Regions from separate parts of the Sus scrofa genome. Here regions 1 and 3 are each linked to region 2. A link is a contact called in public Hi-C data. All regions are on one chromosome and are shown on one strand. The core of a region is the stretch at or near the end of the contact, and the rest is flanking DNA. Distances in the headings are between cores, read along the strand shown.

The links. A called contact is a pair of places that touch in the nucleus more often than the background predicts.
Region 1: a Hi-C map of liver shows a contact between it and region 2, with 5 times the contacts expected there. The contact joins the promoter of ENY2 here to the promoter of EIF3E in region 2. A contact is called at or near these places in 1 of 5 promoter capture datasets (liver), 8 of 47 Hi-C or Micro-C datasets (heart right ventricle, liver, mesenteric adipose tissue and 3 more) and 2 of 2 datasets of contacts at active chromatin or transcription factors (alveolar macrophages and skeletal muscle).
Region 3: a Hi-C map of liver shows a contact between it and region 2, with 6 times the contacts expected there. The contact joins the promoter of EBAG9 here to the promoter of EIF3E in region 2. A contact is called at or near these places in 3 of 47 Hi-C or Micro-C datasets (heart right ventricle, liver and skeletal muscle).

What each region holds. Positions count from the first base shown.
Region 1 is chr4:28,201,190-28,205,582 of Sscrofa11.1, forward strand. ENY2 (enhancer of yellow 2 homolog (Drosophila)) reads right to left here and starts at 2,347. Exons shown (of 5, transcript NM_001243454.1): 1 at 2,273-2,347; 2 at 759-835. The coding sequence starts at 826. NUDCD1 (nudC domain-containing protein 1) reads left to right here and starts at 2,527. Exons shown (of 10, transcript XM_021089013.1): 1 at 2,527-2,782. The coding sequence starts at 2,665.
Region 2 is chr4:29,287,455-29,291,254 of Sscrofa11.1, forward strand. It overlaps EIF3E (eukaryotic translation initiation factor 3 subunit E), which reads left to right and starts at 1,424. Exons shown (of 13, transcript XM_021089027.1): 1 at 1,424-1,967. The coding sequence starts at 1,878.
Region 3 is chr4:28,012,131-28,016,089 of Sscrofa11.1, forward strand. It overlaps EBAG9 (receptor-binding cancer antigen expressed on SiSo cells), which reads right to left and starts at 1,840. Exons shown (of 7, transcript XM_013988048.2): 1 at 1,596-1,840.

The DNA of each region.
Region 1 (4,393 bases), core at 1,097-3,596, 1.1 Mb before region 2:
AGCTGAAAGATCCATCTTGTTCCTTAATATATATTTCTCTCATTTTATACAATTTATCACCCTGCTCCTGGAAGCCTTTTTTGATTCCTTAGCCCCTCCACTGTAGTGCCAAACATTCTTCAAATATTTACTGGGCCAATTATGCACTAGGCATGATACTCAGTATACAGTAGTATTCTGCTGTCAAGGAACTCAGATTACACTGGAGGATAAATACAAACAAAGTAGGTGATTACAAGATAAGGTGATTAATTGCTAAGACAGAACAAGGTATTTGGGAGATAACAGATTCCTAAAAGAGATGATATTTAAATTAAGGCCTGATGATGAGCAAGAATTAGTTAAAGATGGGGGAAGAAAGAAGAATGTTTCAGAGAGCAGGAAGAGTATATGCTCTCTGAGGTTAAGAGAGCTGGTTACTGAAACTGGTTTCATCATGTTGTTTCCCTCTTAAAAACCAGGTAACATCGGATCTGCATTTGTAGTTATTTGGGCACATAGTTTTCTTCTCCGTTAGACTGCACATTTTTGGAGAGTCATTTATTATTCATCTTTCTACATTTTTACTTCCAAGACTTGCAATATTGAACAGATCTAACCACTTTTTATAGATATTAGGAATTCAAGCTTTTGATAATCTCAATTTTCTGTAATTATTTCCACTGACATCAGTTTTGTTACTTGATATTTAGATTCTTAAAACATAACTGTAATTTAAAGATGTTAAATGTAATTTATTAACACAATCTATTACTTACCGTTCTCTTTCTCCAGTTTCTATCAACTTTTGGTTAATCGCTGCTCTCATCTGCGCATCTTTGTTCATCTTGCTAACCTGAACATCAACATGTATTTTCAGATACAGAACACTTACAAAGCATTTTCTTCTAAATCCTCTAGGTAAGCACCTCAATATGTTTAACAGTGTCTGTCACCTGAAGGGGTGATAAATTTTGATGTGTTCACAGTATCATTATTCTTAATATTATTTACTGCATCCCAAGCAGTCATAATCATGAACTTTAGAATTTTCTTCCCCATATACCCTTTATTAACGAGTCTTTGGACAATAACAGTTATTGTAACATCTACTAAACAGTTGTGTGCCTGTCACTGACTTAAGGCACTGAGTTTTTAACTCATTTAATTCCCAGATCATATTCTTTTATGTAAGTACTATTAACATAATTTGTATTTTACAGATGAGGAAACTGAGGCACGAGGATAAAAAAGTGAAGGCAAGACTTGAACTCAGGTACTGTGACCCCAGAGGTCCCCAGACCATAATTGATTGCTAATCACTTTGGCACCTTAACTGCATGCAAAAGTTTGGCTATAATACCCCAATATCGATAAAAGATTAAGCACAATTGGTGAAAAACGAAATTTCCCGGTAAGGCTCCTAAGTGCTTTACTTCGCTTTTCACTATAATGTACCCAGAATTATAACTGCCAAACTAACAGTAAGTATATGTGTATTCTTTACCAAAGCTTGCCGGTTGGGATAAGGAGAAAACAAATTTCAAACTAATTCCTAACTTAGAAAATTCTCAATTTTCAGAAAAACAGACAACCAAAACGGTGTAGAAAGGAGAGGAAGATTGGGTTGTACAACTTGGAATAAGCTAACGTTACTCCGCTCATCTGTCACTAACTTTAGACTACTTTTGTTGTCTCCCATCTCGTTGCTCATATGAAACTCAGACTGGTAGTGAGTTTTCAGTTATTATTTTTTTTAATGGAACAGGAGAAAGGAGAGGTTGAGAACGTAGTAAGAAATGTTCGCTTTTGACGTTGGAGGGCAACATTTTCAAAGTAATACTAAGATCTAGTCAGTACCAGTCCTAGGATATTGAACTTGATCTTGCCTTGGCCCCTAAAATACGGATAGTGACCTTGGCCAAGTCAGTTCTTAAAGGCCTCAGTTTTCTCACTGGTAAAACAAGGGCGCTAGGGGATCCCTCCCAGTTCAGACATTCTTTGGGAAAATAGAATAGGGCGGAGACAGCGGGAGAGGCGGGAGGGGAGGAGCCAGAAAACAAAGCGAGGACTGGCTTCAGGCCAACTCCGGTAGCACGCCCTGTCGGAGAGCCCTACAGGCCCGCGAGCGCGGGTCGGGGAAGCTAACGAAAGACAGCACATCGAAAGGAGCCTGGGCTGGGCCCGGGTCCCGGCCCTGAGGACCACGGGCATAGCTCACCACCATCACCGCGGGCGAGGGCCGTCCCTTCCCAGCGACGAAATGACCCTTGCGCTGACGACCGTTACCTACCACACTCTTCGGCTGCCCGGACCTAGACCCTCAGTAGCTCGGGCACCTAAGCACACAGAAAGCTAGCACACGCATTTCCGGGGCGGGGTCTCGCCACCCTGCCTATAATGTGAGAATTTAACCAGCGCGGGCCGCCTCCTGGTTGCTCAGTCCTCTGGGTAAGAGAGTCCAGATCCTGCTTTCGCACGGGCATTAAGCGCCTAGAAAACTACATATCCCAGCATGCAACAGAGCCAACTTTCTCGTGGATACTACATTTCCCAGAAGGCACGCTACGCCGCAGTGTTTTCTGGGATGGGAACCACGCCGCCAGCCAGCCTCGGTGCTACGAGGGGAGCGCGGATCTTTCAACAAGAGCTTTATTAATTCTCACGCTAGCACCTCGCAAGGCGATGGATGTGGCCGCTAATTGCTCCCTGCGGGTGAAGAGACCTCTGTTGGATCCCCGCTTCGAGGGTTACAAGCTCTCGCTCGAGCCGCTGCCCTGTTACCAGCTGGAACTTGACGCAGGTGGGACGAGGCGGTGCCCCCTCGCACTCTGTTCTTTTCCCCCTTCGGCTGCCATTGGCCCGACTCTTCCCGCATTTTCTTCCTTGCTGGCTGTGGCTAGCCAGGGGACCGTGGCCTTCTTCGTGGCCTGCTGGGCTGGGGTGGACCCCGGGTGGCTGCCTGTGGAAAATGAAAGCCCATCCCCGAACCCTGAAGGAGCCGCCTTTGATTGGCTCCTCCGGTGGGACCCTGCGCCGCCCCTTGGCTTCGCTTCCCAGGGCTCCGAGGTCCGCGGGTGATGCCTAGGTTCCGCTTGCCTGTCGGTCCTGGTGTGGCCCTTGCTGCGGGGAAAGCTCAGGACAGGCTTTCCTCCTGGAGCATCCTCTGTAAACCGGTGCGTTGAGAAGCCACGCCTCTTTGGAGGATCCTCTGCTCCTGTTTTTTCTGGCCGAGACCCAATTCTTAGAAGAGAAACTCTATTATACTTAGGAGCATTTTCACTTACTTATGGGCCATCAGACTAAGGACTCTCACGTACATTACATCTGGAGAAAATTTCGAAGAAAAGTTGGGTTAGTACCTACACTCCTGCTACTTGTTTTGTTTATCTGTAGCTGGCGGGAATATTCAGCCTTGCTTTTACAACGTAATGGATGGCAATTTTTGTTAGTGATAACCCCAAAATTGCATTTTTAATACACAGTCTTGCTGATTTTGATGTATATTGTCAGTGGATCACACTTGGAGAAATAACCTAGAGTTAATAGATTTTTTTAGCATCAAACAAGTCTATTCATTTACTATATATTAAGAAACCTCTTTTGAGAGCTTGTTTTATGTAACATGCTGATACTATCAAGATGAGTATAGCACAGTCGATAACATAAAAATGCTGTCTACTTAGGAAGAAAAGTGTAAGCAGATAATTATAGGACAGTATGGTAAGGCATTGATAGGGATATGTATAAAACATAATGATAGTGTTTCACTATCTTTCCCAGACCAGCCTGGGACATCTGGGGAAGCTTCCTGGAGAAGGTGATATCTAAGTTGAGCTTTAAAGGATAGGTAGGAGTTAATCAGGGTCAGAGAATGATCTTGATATTTCTTTTCATTCCCTTTCTCCCACTCCATTTAAGTAAATGATACCACCATGTTTTGCATTAAAAAAATCACCGCAAAACTCCGTGGCTCAAAACAATAAGCAGTTGTTATTGCTCATAAGGTCAACTAGGTGGTTTTAGTCATGAATGGACACCCTTCTCATATATTTGGGGGTTCTCTAGGCTGTTTTAGGATGATTGTGGATGTTCTCTGCTTGGCTTTCCTCCAAGTGGTGTCTCATCCTTCATCAGGCTGGCACAGGCTTATCCCAAGAGACCAGAAGCAGTGCCCAAGAGCTTTGTAAAGCTCTGCTTGCAGTATGTTCGCTGTTGTCTCATTGGCCAAAGCAAGTCTTATAATCCAGCCTAGAGTCAGTATGGGAAGCTCAAACCGAAGGGCATAATAGATCCAGGGAAGCATAAAAAATTGGGACTGCTAGTTCAGGTGGACGTAGTTGCTCATGCTGGAGTCATCCTTTGGTGTATTTCTTCTCTTTTATCTCCTATTCGGTTTTTCAGCAAATCCAGT
Region 2 (3,800 bases), core at 174-2,673:
CTCTGGATTTGCTTTTTTTTTTTTTTTTTTTTTTTTTGTCTTTTTAGGGCCACGCCTGCAGCATATGGAGGTTCCCAGGCTAGGGGTTGAACCAGAGCTGTAGCTTCTGGCCACAACCACAGTCAGAGCAACATCAAATCCAAACCGTGTCTGCGACCTACACCATGGCATATGGCAACGCCAGATCATCGATTTGCTTCAAAGGTAGAACCAGATGATTTGCTGGTAGAGTCAATGTAAAGTATGAGAAAGAGAAAAACCGAAGATGATTTGAAGATTTTGGGTCTGAACAACCAGATGGATGGAGGTGACATTCACTGAGGTGGAGAAGGGTGCAAAAAGGAGCATTATTTGGACATGTTAATGTTTAGGATGTTGCATATATGGGCACCTGCTATTGACCAATAGTCTGTGTTTGGGTGTTGTCAATGTGAAGACTGCACCTAAAGCCATTAGGTTGAATGAGGTCACTTGGGACATTTGCCTAGATAGCAAAGAGGTCCAAGATCCCAAGGCAGTCCAAAATGAAGAGGCCTGAGAGATGACAAGGAACTAGCAAAGGAGATGAGTACTCAGAATAAAACCTGTAAACCTTACCTTATTATGACCTGACCTATCTCAATGTCTTTAACCCACTCTTCAGTCCAGTAGGATACTCAGTTTTTGAAACACACCAAGTCCTTTTCTGTCTTATGGCCTTTGTCTTTGCTGTGCCTTTCACCAGGCATGTTTTCCAGGCTCTAATTTTGGTCACCTGCTTCTCTTACCACAACTCGCAGCTAAATTATATACCTCAATTTTCTTTTGTTGAAAATTAATCAGTTGACCTAAGAAAGAAGTGGAAAACTTTATCCGAGCCAAATTTGGGGATTATAACCCAGGAGGAGCATCTCAGAAAGCTCTGAGAACTGTTTCACTGGTTAGAAATCAAGGCACAGTTATGTAAATTTTTTGAGACAGGGCTGTAACATCAAATGATGTATTATTGACAGTTTATATAATCCAGATCTAAGCATCATTCTCGTGGGTCATGTGACCCCTTTCAAAATTGAGAAGGAATGTTATCTTTTAAGGAATTGTCCTATTGATGCTAGGAAAATATTGTTTTTTATGCTTGGGCTGGTATCCTGCCGATGGGAGAGGTTTAGTTGATGCATAATGCAGGCATACAATGCACAGTAGCAGGAGAAAGAAGGCCAAAGGTCAGATAACTTTTTAATGTTTAAATTTTTATCTTGCCATAAAACAGTGAATTTTATTTTACATTCTAAATTTCCTAATAAAAAAGTCCCAACCAGCATCCTCCACCTACGACAAGTTATGGATCTTACTATAATCTGTAATTACTTCATTTGCTTTTTGTCCAGAAACCCGTCCCGCTTTAACACACAAAACCGTAACTATATGCCAAATACAAGTTCAGCTATTCCTCCCTGTATGTAACTTTCAGAAGAGCAGAGACCTCATGATCTTATCCCGTGCCACATCTCCAATACAAAGACATTGCCTCAGCAGTCAATTCTAAGTCTTCAGTACCGGTTAGCTGAACACATTGCAGGAGTTTGACAAACTTTCAAGAAGCAATCTTTTCGCGCTCTGATCCGTCCGGAACTGCGCAGAGGGAGGAGGGGAAGGCAGGAGGGAAGCTAAGACCTCGCGCATGCGCAATGTTCTCTGAGCGCCGGCGGTTGAACCCCGCCCCTTTCCTTTGGCGGCTTTAACCAAAGCACATGCGTAGTACCAGGCCTCTCTGAATCCCGCCCCTTTCCCGTGGATCGGTTAACCAGTGCATTTGCGCAGTTCGGGGCTTGTCTGTTCGTTTGTCGGCGCTATCAATAAAGTTTAAGCGAGGGCACACTTTCTTTTTTCTTGCCAAGATGGCCGAGTACGACTTGACTACTCGTATCGCGCACTTTTTGGATCGGCATCTAGTCTTTCCGTTGCTTGAGTTTCTCTCCGTAAAGGAGGTAAGTGGGCCTTGAGAGCGAGGAAGTCTTGGGAGCCCGTGAGATGCGGAGTAAGGCCGACAGGCGGTGGCGGTAGCCCTAGGCCTGACACACGTGTGAGGCGGCCCTGAGTTGGTCCCGAGTGGAGCAGTAAGGACCCTGCCTTACTGGTAGTTTAGCGTCGTCCCCGTTGATTAGCACTGCGGAGTTCGTCCGTGAGTAGGGGTGTGGTGACAGTTTGAAGCTCAGGGGAGAAAGGGAGGGGTTTCTACTTCACTTCTGGAGGTGCCATTGCCTCAGGACTTCCGCGTCATTCTCGGAAGTTGACGATTGGCTGGCTTCGCTGTAGTAATGCCTGAGCTTAATTTAAATTCAGGCCGTTTTCTAAAAGCAAATTGGACTGTTAGAGATTTTAATTTTTCCTTTGGGCTCTGTAGAAAGGGTGGCCTTCACTTTGTGGTTTTGCCTGGAAGACGGTTTGGAATGATTTTCTTAACCTTAGATATGTAGACGCCTAGTTTCCGCAAAGTTCTGAGTTCTTTGCATTGAGTTTCGGTAGCCAGTCACATCTAGAAGCTTATATTTCGTCAGATGGGGAGGTGAGCTCAAAAATAACAACCTGATAATTTTTAAATCAAGTTGTTCTTCGGTGTATAGATGTACAGACTTCGAATGATTTAAATTGGTCGTTAACCTTCACTTGGCTACTCAAGGTATCTTGAAAAAGTATGTGGTTCTGGTAACTCATTTTAAAATGTCTCAGTCCTAAAAGTTTTGAAATGTGAGGTTTAGTAACATCTTAGGGTTTTTTTTTTTTTTTTTTTGGAAATTGGTCCATTGTAATAGTTATAATAAAGTAATATTGTGATGAAGCAGTTAAAATATTGGATAAAAAGTAAGTGCATTCTGTTTCTGGAAGCAGATTAAAACCTAAGTCTACTGGATTTGGGGAATAGATTTTGTGTGTCTCAAGAGCAATAAAACAGAAAAGCCCTACAAATAAACATTAAATTGTTCAGATAACTTTGCAAATCTTCCTGATGGTTATGTATCATTGGACAGGCATGATCCTCAAATTTATAGGAACCTTTTCGGAATACAGACAACTCTATAAAGTTGTTGATATTAGGGAACCGCCAAGTTTATTTTCAATAAATGTATAAGAATGTCTTGCAATATAAAGCTTTATCTTGAAAGGATATATTTTTGTCTTGATGTTTCTTTTATAGGACATACTTACATCTATATTATGGAGTTTAGATAAAACAGCCCAATCTGCCTTGTTTCCTTTTTTGGATAATAAAGGATAATTCACCAAAGATCAAGGAATAAGAAAAAAATCCTCCTCTGAAATCCTTTACCAGCTCCTTGTAAAAATGCTTCTAAATTAGCCAAACTTGGCATTTTCGTAGTGTCTTTATACTTGATTTTCAGAGCAGACAGAGGAAAGGGAGGACTATGTAAGTGTAAATTGGTTTTTCCTAGGGTAAGACCAAAACTATGAACAGCTGAGAATCCGTGGGATGTAAATGCCCCTTACCTGTTTCCTTGGAGAGAATGTTGGTAAGATGGCTGTAATACACCAAGGGGAAGACAGATGCTAGAGTATTTATCAGTTACTAAGTATAGGACTGCCGTGGAATGGTGAGAAATTGAAGATAAAATCCATACAGTTCATCACTAAAAAATATCTTATCCTTTGGAGGGAATAGAGATCTGCAGTTATAATACAGTGTAATAAATGTCAGAGAAATTCTGGCAGAGTGCTATCAAAATTGAAGAGATACTATTCAGTGGGCAAAAAGGACTTTGAGTTTTTCTGGGATAGAGTAGGTACTCCTAAATGTTTTCAGT
Region 3 (3,959 bases), core at 590-3,089, 1.3 Mb before region 2:
CTAAAAACGAAAAAGGTAAGTTTCACTATTCCCATTTAACAGATGAGGCTGACCTCAATTGCTAATGATGCCCAGATTCACTCACCCAGAATTTAAAGAGACCCCTAAATGCAAAAGCCCAGGCTCTTCTCATACCACATATCATTTAAGAAGCCTCTTCTTTAATTTTACATTCAGTGCCTCACTTGATTTTTGAAATGCTCTCTAGATCACCAATCTGAGAAGTACACATCTTAAACTACTGCATTTTAACTGCTTCAAAGTACTTTCTAGAACTGAGAAATGCTAATATAATAAAACTTCCTTAAAAATTACTACAAAAACACAAAAACTTTACATATAGCAGAAGTAAGGTTCAGAACCATGAAGCAACCTAATCTCAGGCCTTCTGGACAAACTACGTCTCTAGGAAATCAACAGTAATGATAGTTTGGCTATGTCAAGTGAAAAAGATTCACCTAAAATTTTAAAGAATGCTGCATTTGAAACGGAAAGATTAAATTTATCTTTCTTCTGTATCATTCCATGTAAACTGTGCATCTTTTGAGTACAGTTCCTACATCACAATTCCTTAAATAAACCAAACCAAGGTCTATGTTGTTACATACCAAATAGGTCATTCACTGCTGTATCTTTAAAACGTATTTTTGATTTTGAAAATGTTGAAACACCATACTATCTGATCCAATACAGATTATCCTCAAATTAAGCTTGTAACTCTCTGAGGTAAGCGAAGGTGTATTACAAGCCTCCAAAAATAAAATCTACCCAAACTCACTTAAATTTGAAAAAGCTGACTTCGGCAGCGGCAAGTGAAGGGGAACTAGAAGTAGAATGTGAGAGAGGGTTGTAAAGTCGGAACACCGGATCATCTCTGACAACTCAGTCAGGCCCTCAATACGTGACACCACTGAGGCTCTTACAAAGGCAGAGAAAAGTCTCCTGAAAGATTCAAACGTAAGGAGTTTTAGAACCAAAATGCTTTAACTTCAGATTACCCACCTGAAATTGTCTGATGAAAAAAAAAAAAAAATCATGCCCACTGTACAGATGAGAAAAGTGACAGGAGCGATTTCAGGTTACACAATCCGACGCCATGCGCACCGCCTTTTGTGAAACGCTCTTAATTGCTCCTAGTGGGTGCCCAGAAGGCTGGGAGTAGGGTTTTGAAAAAATCTGCCAGGGAAGGAGCAAGGCCTGTAGAGGAAGGGCAGGAAGAACGGGAAAATTTCCCTGTGGAGGGCAGATTTAGGGGCTCCGGGGTTTCTGGGCCGGCGCACCGCAGGCCAGTCCCCCACGCGTGAGCGTGGCATGGTGAGGGCTGCGCGCCAGCGGCCGCTTCGGGTCGCGATTCCCTCACCCCAGAGGTCAACCTGACCCGGAAACAGTACCCCAGAGTTGCAGCCGGCTAGGGTGGGGGGAAACTGGGCGGAGGGGCGAAAGGGAGGAGGAAGGACGCGAAGTGCAGGGCAGAAAGGAGGGCTAACCCAGGAAGGGCAAAGGACACTCCCCCTCCCCCAGGGCCCGGGTCAGAATCGGGGTGAGGGTGGGGGAGGGAAGCCCCTCGCGGGAGCGCGCGAGCCGCACACACTCACCTGCCCCTCCCCCTCCCCGCCCGCCCGGCGGAGGCTCCGAGCTGCCGCGGGCCGCGCGCGCACACAAGGCGCGCGCACGCGCGCTGCCGATCTCTTCCTCGAGCTCGCGCTCCTGCCGTTCAGTCCCAGTCCCGCTCATTCAAAGCCGGGCGCGCGCTCCGTCTCTGGCGCCGTTGCCGCCTTGCAACTGCCATAGCCGCCCCCTCCTTGGGAAACCCTCCCCCTGTCCCACCCCTGCCCCTCCTTCTTTGCCCTCTAAGGCAGCTCTCCGTAGTCCCAAACCTTCACTTCCGCACCCCGCCCCAAATCCTGCCTTGCCCAATAGGCGAGAGGCTGTGGGTCCGGCGTTGGAGCTGAGAGCCAATAAGCGCTGCGGGAGCGGGCAAGTGGCTGCGGCTGGCGTGGCAGCAGCCCCGGCTCAGTCTAGAGTAGTTTTTTTGTGACCGGTGCTGGCTGGACAGGCTGTTCTGTTGCGGAGTTCCTGGGCTCATGTGGTGGTGTCCTACTTTCTATACAGAGTGCTTTTGCTCCAACCATTCCCATTTTCGTTAAACCCACAGAATCCCCCTGCCATATGGGACCAAGAGAAATCAGTGTTTAGACTGTGAAAAGTTAGGGCACCCCCGCTGTCTTAGGATGATGAGTCTGAGTAGGCCAGATCTCAATCATTCCACCACTTTAGGGTGGAAGAGTTCAGTTCAGGATTTATGTTCCTTCAAGCAATTTTTTTACTCCTCCAAGTAATCCAAGGAAATTGGATTTCCTCTAACTGAAAGTTAAAAAGTGGCACTTCACCGTGTCTCTGCGTTTGTTACTGGGTTCCAAACTAAGAAGTTCTGTGGTTCTCTTTTTGAAATCTGATTCTTTTTTGTTTCTTCTTAAACATTGTGCTATTAAAAGGCAGACATCTTTTGCTATTGTGGGCAAAGGGCCCTCATAAAATTTATCTGCTCTATTGATGCATTGTGACTGGTGAGAGAGGTTGAAAGTTTATATGATCAAAGGCTGAAAGCTGTTCATGCAAATTGTTCCTTAACCAGACTTTTTCTACCTGTTTTTTAGTTACAGTTACCTTTGTTCTGTCACCCTGATCAGCCCTTACCTACCCACTTAACTTTCTAGTACCTCTATTCCCACTCCCACTCCCACCCCACTCCACCCCACCCCAATCTGTACCACCTTTCTGTTAATAACTTAACTTGTTCATCCCCAAGAAGGGAAGAAAGAATGTTTCTCACTGTTGCTCTGGAATGATTCTGTGTAAACTTGGATAAATTATTCCATCTCTAAACCTCAGTTTCCTCCTTGGTAAAATGGCCACAATAGGGTCGGTCTACTTCATGGGTAATGTTTACAAAGCTTTTAGGGCAGAGTCTGACACAGACCAGACATTCACAGATAAGAACTATTACCAAAAAAAAAAAAAACAAAAACCTGTTACCACCTGCTAGTAGTGCTATGTTACTACTAGATCATTCCCAGTGACTACACCTCCCTAAGTCCACTTAACCCTCTGCAGTCCCTTAAAGGGTCACTTGACCTTCAGCAGATCTGTTCTAATCTTTAATCTCTTCAAATACCTAAATTCAATTAATTCAAAATTTCCAGAATTTTTTTGGATTTTAAAAATCCAATAATCTAAAATAGCCTACATCCTCACATGAACAGGTGTTCATAATGCTTTTCCTTAGTGACTTGTATTTTTGCTTCAAGTTATTTATTATATCCCTATGATATTTTATTTTAAAATTATTCCTCAGTTTTCTTTATTAAATTTTCCATTTGCAAATGAAACAAAAGGTTACCTTTTTCCGGAAACAAATGGTGAATATTTGCTTTCCAGCACAACAGTGAAACAAACAAAGCTTGCTTAAGACTGCAAACTTAAAACTTGCTTTTAAAATACATACAAAAGAATATTTAAAAATCATTTCTACTCTAGTTGTCAAGTAGTAATCCTATAATGGGGATCATAAGTGCCAATAATTTGGGGTCTTTACTGGGGACCACCTCTTGGGAGTGCGCAATTTGAAGTTCTGTCCTCTTGGGTGGTATGGGGATGGGAACCACCAAATGTCAAGTGGGGTGGAGCATAAAGGATAGACCCTGATGTATGAAAGATTTCTCTTTGTATTGCCTCTACGTCATGGGGTACAGTTAGTTCTACCTGCTTTCTGTCAGGACCATTTGCCCACTTCAAGGCTTCTGATCTGCCCCTGCCCAATCCCGATCACCAGCTTGATTTACTTGTTCTATCAGCTTCCAACCTACCACTTACTCTCTCAGGTTTAAGCCTGAATAGGCTTTCTTGTTCTGAGTTCTCCAGCTGGATCAACTGACCTCCCATCCCTGCCTGGGAGGTAG